Regions from separate parts of the Mus musculus genome. Here region 2 is linked to region 1. The links are chromatin contacts, called in public HiChIP or PLAC-seq maps. All regions are on one chromosome and are shown on one strand. The core of a region is the stretch at or near the end of the contact, and the rest is flanking DNA. Distances in the headings are between cores, read along the strand shown. Region 1 holds the start of Srp72 (signal recognition particle 72). Region 2 holds the start of Spink2 (serine peptidase inhibitor, Kazal type 2).

Evidence for each region. HiChIP or PLAC-seq counts read pairs in DNA pulled down with a chosen protein or histone mark.
Region 2: a contact with region 1 is called in an H3K4me3 HiChIP or PLAC-seq map of stem cell-derived neural progenitor cells, with 55 read pairs. The contact joins the promoter of Spink2 here to the promoter of Srp72 in region 1. A contact is called at or near these places in 2 of 39 promoter capture datasets (embryonic stem cells and neural stem cells), 5 of 484 Hi-C or Micro-C datasets (the AML12 cell line, bone marrow-derived macrophages, embryonic stem cells and 1 more), 26 of 115 datasets of contacts at active chromatin or transcription factors (DN3 thymocytes, the NIH/3T3 cell line, the SCID.adh cell line and 18 more) and 4 of 9 other capture datasets (adipose tissue, liver, macrophages and 1 more).

The regions. Positions count from the first base shown.
Region 1 is chr5:76,973,356-76,976,075 of GRCm38.p6, forward strand. It overlaps Srp72 (signal recognition particle 72), which reads left to right and starts at 1,346. Exons shown (of 19, transcript NM_025691.1): 1 at 1,346-1,477. The coding sequence starts at 1,369.
Region 2 is chr5:77,210,162-77,212,881 of GRCm38.p6, forward strand. It overlaps Spink2 (serine peptidase inhibitor, Kazal type 2), which reads right to left and starts at 1,310. Exons shown (of 4, transcript NM_183284.3): 1 at 1,171-1,310. The coding sequence starts at 1,213.

The DNA of each region.
Region 1 (2,720 bases), core at 96-2,595:
TCTAATTTGTAACCCCCCTGGCGGGGTCACAGCTGTAGGAGATGGTGCCTAGCGTGAGTGTACTTTTTAAAAACTTGACATTTTGTCTGTGGCTTCTCCAGCTTCTTCCTTCCCAGTAACCATTAGGTGAGCGGCTTAGGGCCACTACGACATGATTTCCATCATGATGAAGCACCTCACTGAGGTTCCAAAGCAACAAAGCCAACCTACTGTGGCTGAAATCTATGAAATCATGACCCAAAAGAAACTCTTTTAAGTTCAGTCTGATGTATCATACTGACCACACATATGACAATCAGCTAGCGTTTCAGCACTTGACTCAGGCAAGAAACAGGAAGTAGATAGGTGGTTTAAAACCTAAGTAGCAACATTAAGAGAACATTAGGTTGAGTCTAGGGGAAGTGAAGGAAGGTTTGGTTCAGGTCTCCCAGGTAGTAAGCAAAGTAAATAAGGTCTCTGGTCTTAGGACTATAGGTCGTTCAAAGAGAGGGGACTTAAGGATCAATACTCAGGAATAGAGAGCCTTGTAGATGGTGTAATCTTGTAGAGGGTGTAGCTGAATGCTAAGACCACTTACATAGTATGCACGGGTCTTCTCCACAAGGAAGTCGAGCCTTGGAAGCAGAATGTGTACTGGCTAGGCTGCAAGAACAGGTTTCCTTAAAGTACATTAAGGAAGGCCTCCAGGACGTAGTTTATTGTATGACATCTACCTAAGTCAATATACTCACCTCAGAACCTGGTCCTTCTCATCTCCTCGGGCTTCCAGCCCACACTGCTCCTGAAACTAGATCTCAAAGGGAGGTTAAACAGTGCCGTTCACTGTATTTTTGTCAGTCCCAGACCTATCTTCACTTCTAGATTTAGTCCCAGGTTCTAATCACCGCTCGTGTCCTAAAATGGCAATCCCGAAGCACCCATGAGCAGCTGTGGCTCTACCTGCCGCCTTCAAGAGCCTCTCTACGGTTCCTTAAATTAGGTACCCCTCCTACCACCCGAAGAACCGGGAGTTTTCTCTCCCAAAGACTGTCGCCCGGCCACAGTCGGAGCACAGGGGTCTCCCCAGAATGCCGGCGGCTTGGGGCTAACAGTTTCGGCGAGCGCCTTCTGAATCTGACCCCTCCTACCTCCAGTCACCTTTGGATTAGGAGTAAGGGCGTCAGGCAAACAAATGTCTTGCCGCAAGACAGAAAAAATTAAAAACCGATTTCTGACGCTAGCTCTGGGACAGACCAGCTCGCGACTCCCGGCCGCCTAGCAACCATCAACTTCCTCCTTCGCCGAGCCAACTTCGAGATCCTCTTCCGGGGCAGAGGTCGCCCTGCTCCTCCCACCCCCCTCCCCCACCTCACCCCCACCTCCTCCAAGATGGCGAGCGGCGGCAGTGGTGGGGTGTCAGTCCCTGCGCTGTGGAGTGAGGTGAACCGTTATGGGCAGAACAGCGACTTCACGCGTGCCCTCAAGACTGTCAACAAGAGTAAGTGTCCCGGCGGCCCGGGTTGTCGGGAGGAGGACATCTCCTGGGTCGAGCGTGCGACCCCTCGGCACAGCGCGGAGGGGGATCGCTGCGTCCTCAGGCTCGGCCCCAAGCCCGGGGGCGGGTCGCTGTCCCACGGCCACCGGCGGCCCGAGCTCGGTCGCTTAAGGCCACGTGTACTTCCCTCTGTCCCCGCGAGACCGGGCGCGAGGGGGAGGGGGGACTTAAAGAGACCATGGCGTCCGGAACCGCTTCCCAAAATGTTTTTCGTGTCGTCTCCGCGGCGGGATTTTGCAAAGATGTCAGATTGACTTTTCTTCGTTCATCTTGAGTGAAGGGATCAGGACAGTGTCATGGAGGAAACTTGTTGACTGGGGCTGGGGCCGGGGAAGGAAACCTGTCTGGACACGTAGCATCCGCTCTGTTGCAGACAAGGTGGAAGCGTTGCAGATTGGAAAGGTGTGAATATCAAGTCGTTATTCATTTCCACGCACAAAGTCTTCCCCGTAGTGTTTAGCCAGAGAGTGAGTGAGTGAGCGTCCCAACATTTAAAATAACGTAAGGAAACTAACCTGCATTTTTAGCCCCCATAAGTTATAATTTCAAATTTTAGTTGCCTTCAGTATGAGATTCCATAAGTTGTTATTCATCACTATGTGCCTGTAATATGGCCGTGCTATATTTTGTACAGTAGATACACCTGTGTGTGTCAGGTTTGGTGATGTAACTATGAAACCCTTCAGCTGTACAAAGCCCCAGTTACATAAAGGCTATCACAGTAATATACACTTTAAACCTTCGGGTTCCTGAGTTCCTATAAAAGTAGTGACAGTGGCCACAGTGCATTAAGGAAGACAGCTACTAATTAGAATTGATGATTGCCAAACTTACTTGAATTCACTTTAGCCCTTCAGTGGGCCTACAACCAATATTTAGTATCGGTATAAAACTCTGTAGCACTTCTTTGATCAGCCAAGACTGTCCCTTCAGCCCTGTCTATTAATTTCTAGAAGTCCCTTCGACGACTCGTAAAGTGAGAATTGGATTCCTGTGGTTGACTAGGAGCGAGGGGAACCATGGTCCTAGTCATTTTGACACTTGACACGCTGTTGGCATAGAGCCGTGGCCGCCTGAGTTCTTTGTATTTCCCTTTGATCTCTTTATGGGAAAGGGAAATTTTGAATATTTCTTTAGAACACTCTAAAGATAAATCATGTCTACATTGTACTTTTTTTTTAACAAA
Region 2 (2,720 bases), core at 60-2,559, 240 kb after region 1:
TTCAGCAAGAGACACTGTCTCAAAAATAATGTGGAGCAATAGAAGACACCAGTATTGACCTCTAGCCTCCATATGCCTTCAACACACACACACACACACACACACACACACACACACACACACACACACACACGAGTACACTACACAAAAATGTATGTGGTGCGCACACACTTAAGACACAAAGACCAAAACCAAAAGCGGTTCGTGGTTTATCCACACATGACAGTCTCTCTGATGCCCCTCTCCATGCTTCTTTAAAAAAAGAAATGATGGTCCTCCATCATTTCTGCCTGGGACTTCTAAGAAATACACAGAACATCTGCTTCTGTTTCTATCAGGTTTCTTGAAAACTGACTTAGAAGTTACAGGTATCAGGAAGTAACTAACAGTGCTTTTTGTCTGTGCGTCCAAGATATTTTTTTTTTCAAATAAACTCAAAACTCAGATTTAACTTTTGAGACAGGGGGTCTGACGGAGCCCAGGCTAGTCTTGAACTGGCTATGTTGCAAACGGGGACATGGCCCTTCTGCCTCTGCTTCTTTTTTTTTTTTTTTTTTTTAAAGATTTATTTATTATATGTAAGTACACTGTAGCTGTCTTCAGACACACCAGAAGGGGGAGTCAGATCTTGTTACGGATGGTTGTGAGCCACCATGTGGTTGCTGGGATTTGAACTCTGGACCTTCGGAAGAGCAGTCGGGTGCTCTTACCCACTGAGCCATCTCACCAGCCCTCTGCCTCTGCTTCTTAAGTGCTGGAATTTTAGGTGTGAGCCAGTACACCAAACTCAATAACAGAAAACTTAGTATAAGTGTTAAGACCTCAACTCTGCTTTCCCATAGATGGCAAGGCCATCCGGAAGAACGTCCCGCACATCCCCCGTTAACCTCAGCAGAGCCGTGGATACAATCCAACTGCGTATATAGGTCCAGAAAAATCTGCTTAAGAAAGGTAGAACAGATGGCTGGGTGACATCTAGTTGGAGCTAGAATGGAAGCCCCAACTATAACGGCAGAGGATGCTTGACCCACATTCACCTTCCATGGCCACCACTCTCCACGGGGCAGAACCGCCAGTAACGGCACGGCACGAACCCATCTCCTAACTACCCAAGCCCAGCGCTCTCAGCTCCAAGCTGGTCCCTTGACACCAGACCCACTTGAGCATCACCTGCAAAGTCTGTGACCAGGAGCAACAGCACCAGTCTCAGCATCACTAAAGCTCTTCTTCCTGCTCTGCTGGGAGAGCTCTCCTGTGCAGCGAACAGAGCAGTGGTCAAGTAGCCACCCGCTGGCACCGCGCGGGAGTGCGAAGGGGGAGGGGCGAGGGGCGGGCTAGAGGCTAGTCCGAAGAAGGGAGCGAGGAAGAGGAACGGAAGTTGCAGGAGAAGGAAGAGATGGGAAAGAAGAAGAAGAGGGAGGGTTGGCCAGGGAAAAAGGGAGGCATACACAAACACACGCGCACACCCGCACACACACACACACACATACATACAAGCCTTCCAGATTTCTAAGGTTTTTTTTGTAAACCTCTCTACAAAGTTCACAAAAGTGAACCATGCCCCCAACCTTTCACACAACCCTCACACAGTACCACGCCTGAACTCTCTACAAACCCCATGCATATCCCCACCGGATCCCGCCACACATCCACCACCTAAACACTCAACACACAAGCACAAGACACCCTGCTCACACAACCCAACCCCTCCAGACACCCCTCACGCCTTTTCCTCCCCTCAAGTGCTTCAAACACCCTAGCCTAACCCATCTCGACCATACTCTACCACAGCCTAACTCTTCCTCAAAAGTCACACGTGCCTCCACCGCACAGCCCCTCTTTCTTTCACATACCCCAAACACATCCTTTCGACACTCCAGATAACCCACATCTTACATACCCACAGACTACACAACCCAGCACCCCTCCTCCACACACCCCAAATGACCCCTTCCACACTTTCAAACCACCAAACACCTCTTCCCCCGACAGACTCCATACCCACTAGACAATTTGACATCCCTTCACCCTCCACATGTGCACAACCATCCACTTTCCAAGCACCCACCTCACCCCTTCCACCTACCCCACACATATGATGACCACAACCAGAACCCCTTCTTCACCACCCTTCCACACACTTCAAACACATCACCACCACCCCAACCCTCCAGCCCCTCACATATTCCACAACCACCCCACCACAAAACTACCACCTACCTCAGGATCCACCACTCCAAACTTCCATATCCCGACGCATAGCCTATGCCGGGTTGAGTAGCTATTTCTATGCACTTGTCCACACAAAAACTCCCACAGCTAAACAAGCTACCTCTCCACCCCACACATACTCTCTACACTCTCCACACCCAATTACCATAAAATCCACCATCCCTCCACCACATTCCCCAAGTGACCCCCACCCTTTCAGCCTACCAAATACACAACCCAGTACTCCTTCACTTCTCCACACATCAAACACACATTCCCACCCACCTTCTAAATGCACACACACACTCACTCACTCACACTCACTCTCAAACATACTCATGTATATATACACACACATCATACACACTCACATACACATACATGCACACTCACACATTCTCACACACTCACACACACACATACACTCTCACACAGAATCTCACACCCATACCCACTCACCCACATATACACACTCACATGTAATGTCAGAACTCAGGAGGCAGAAGCAG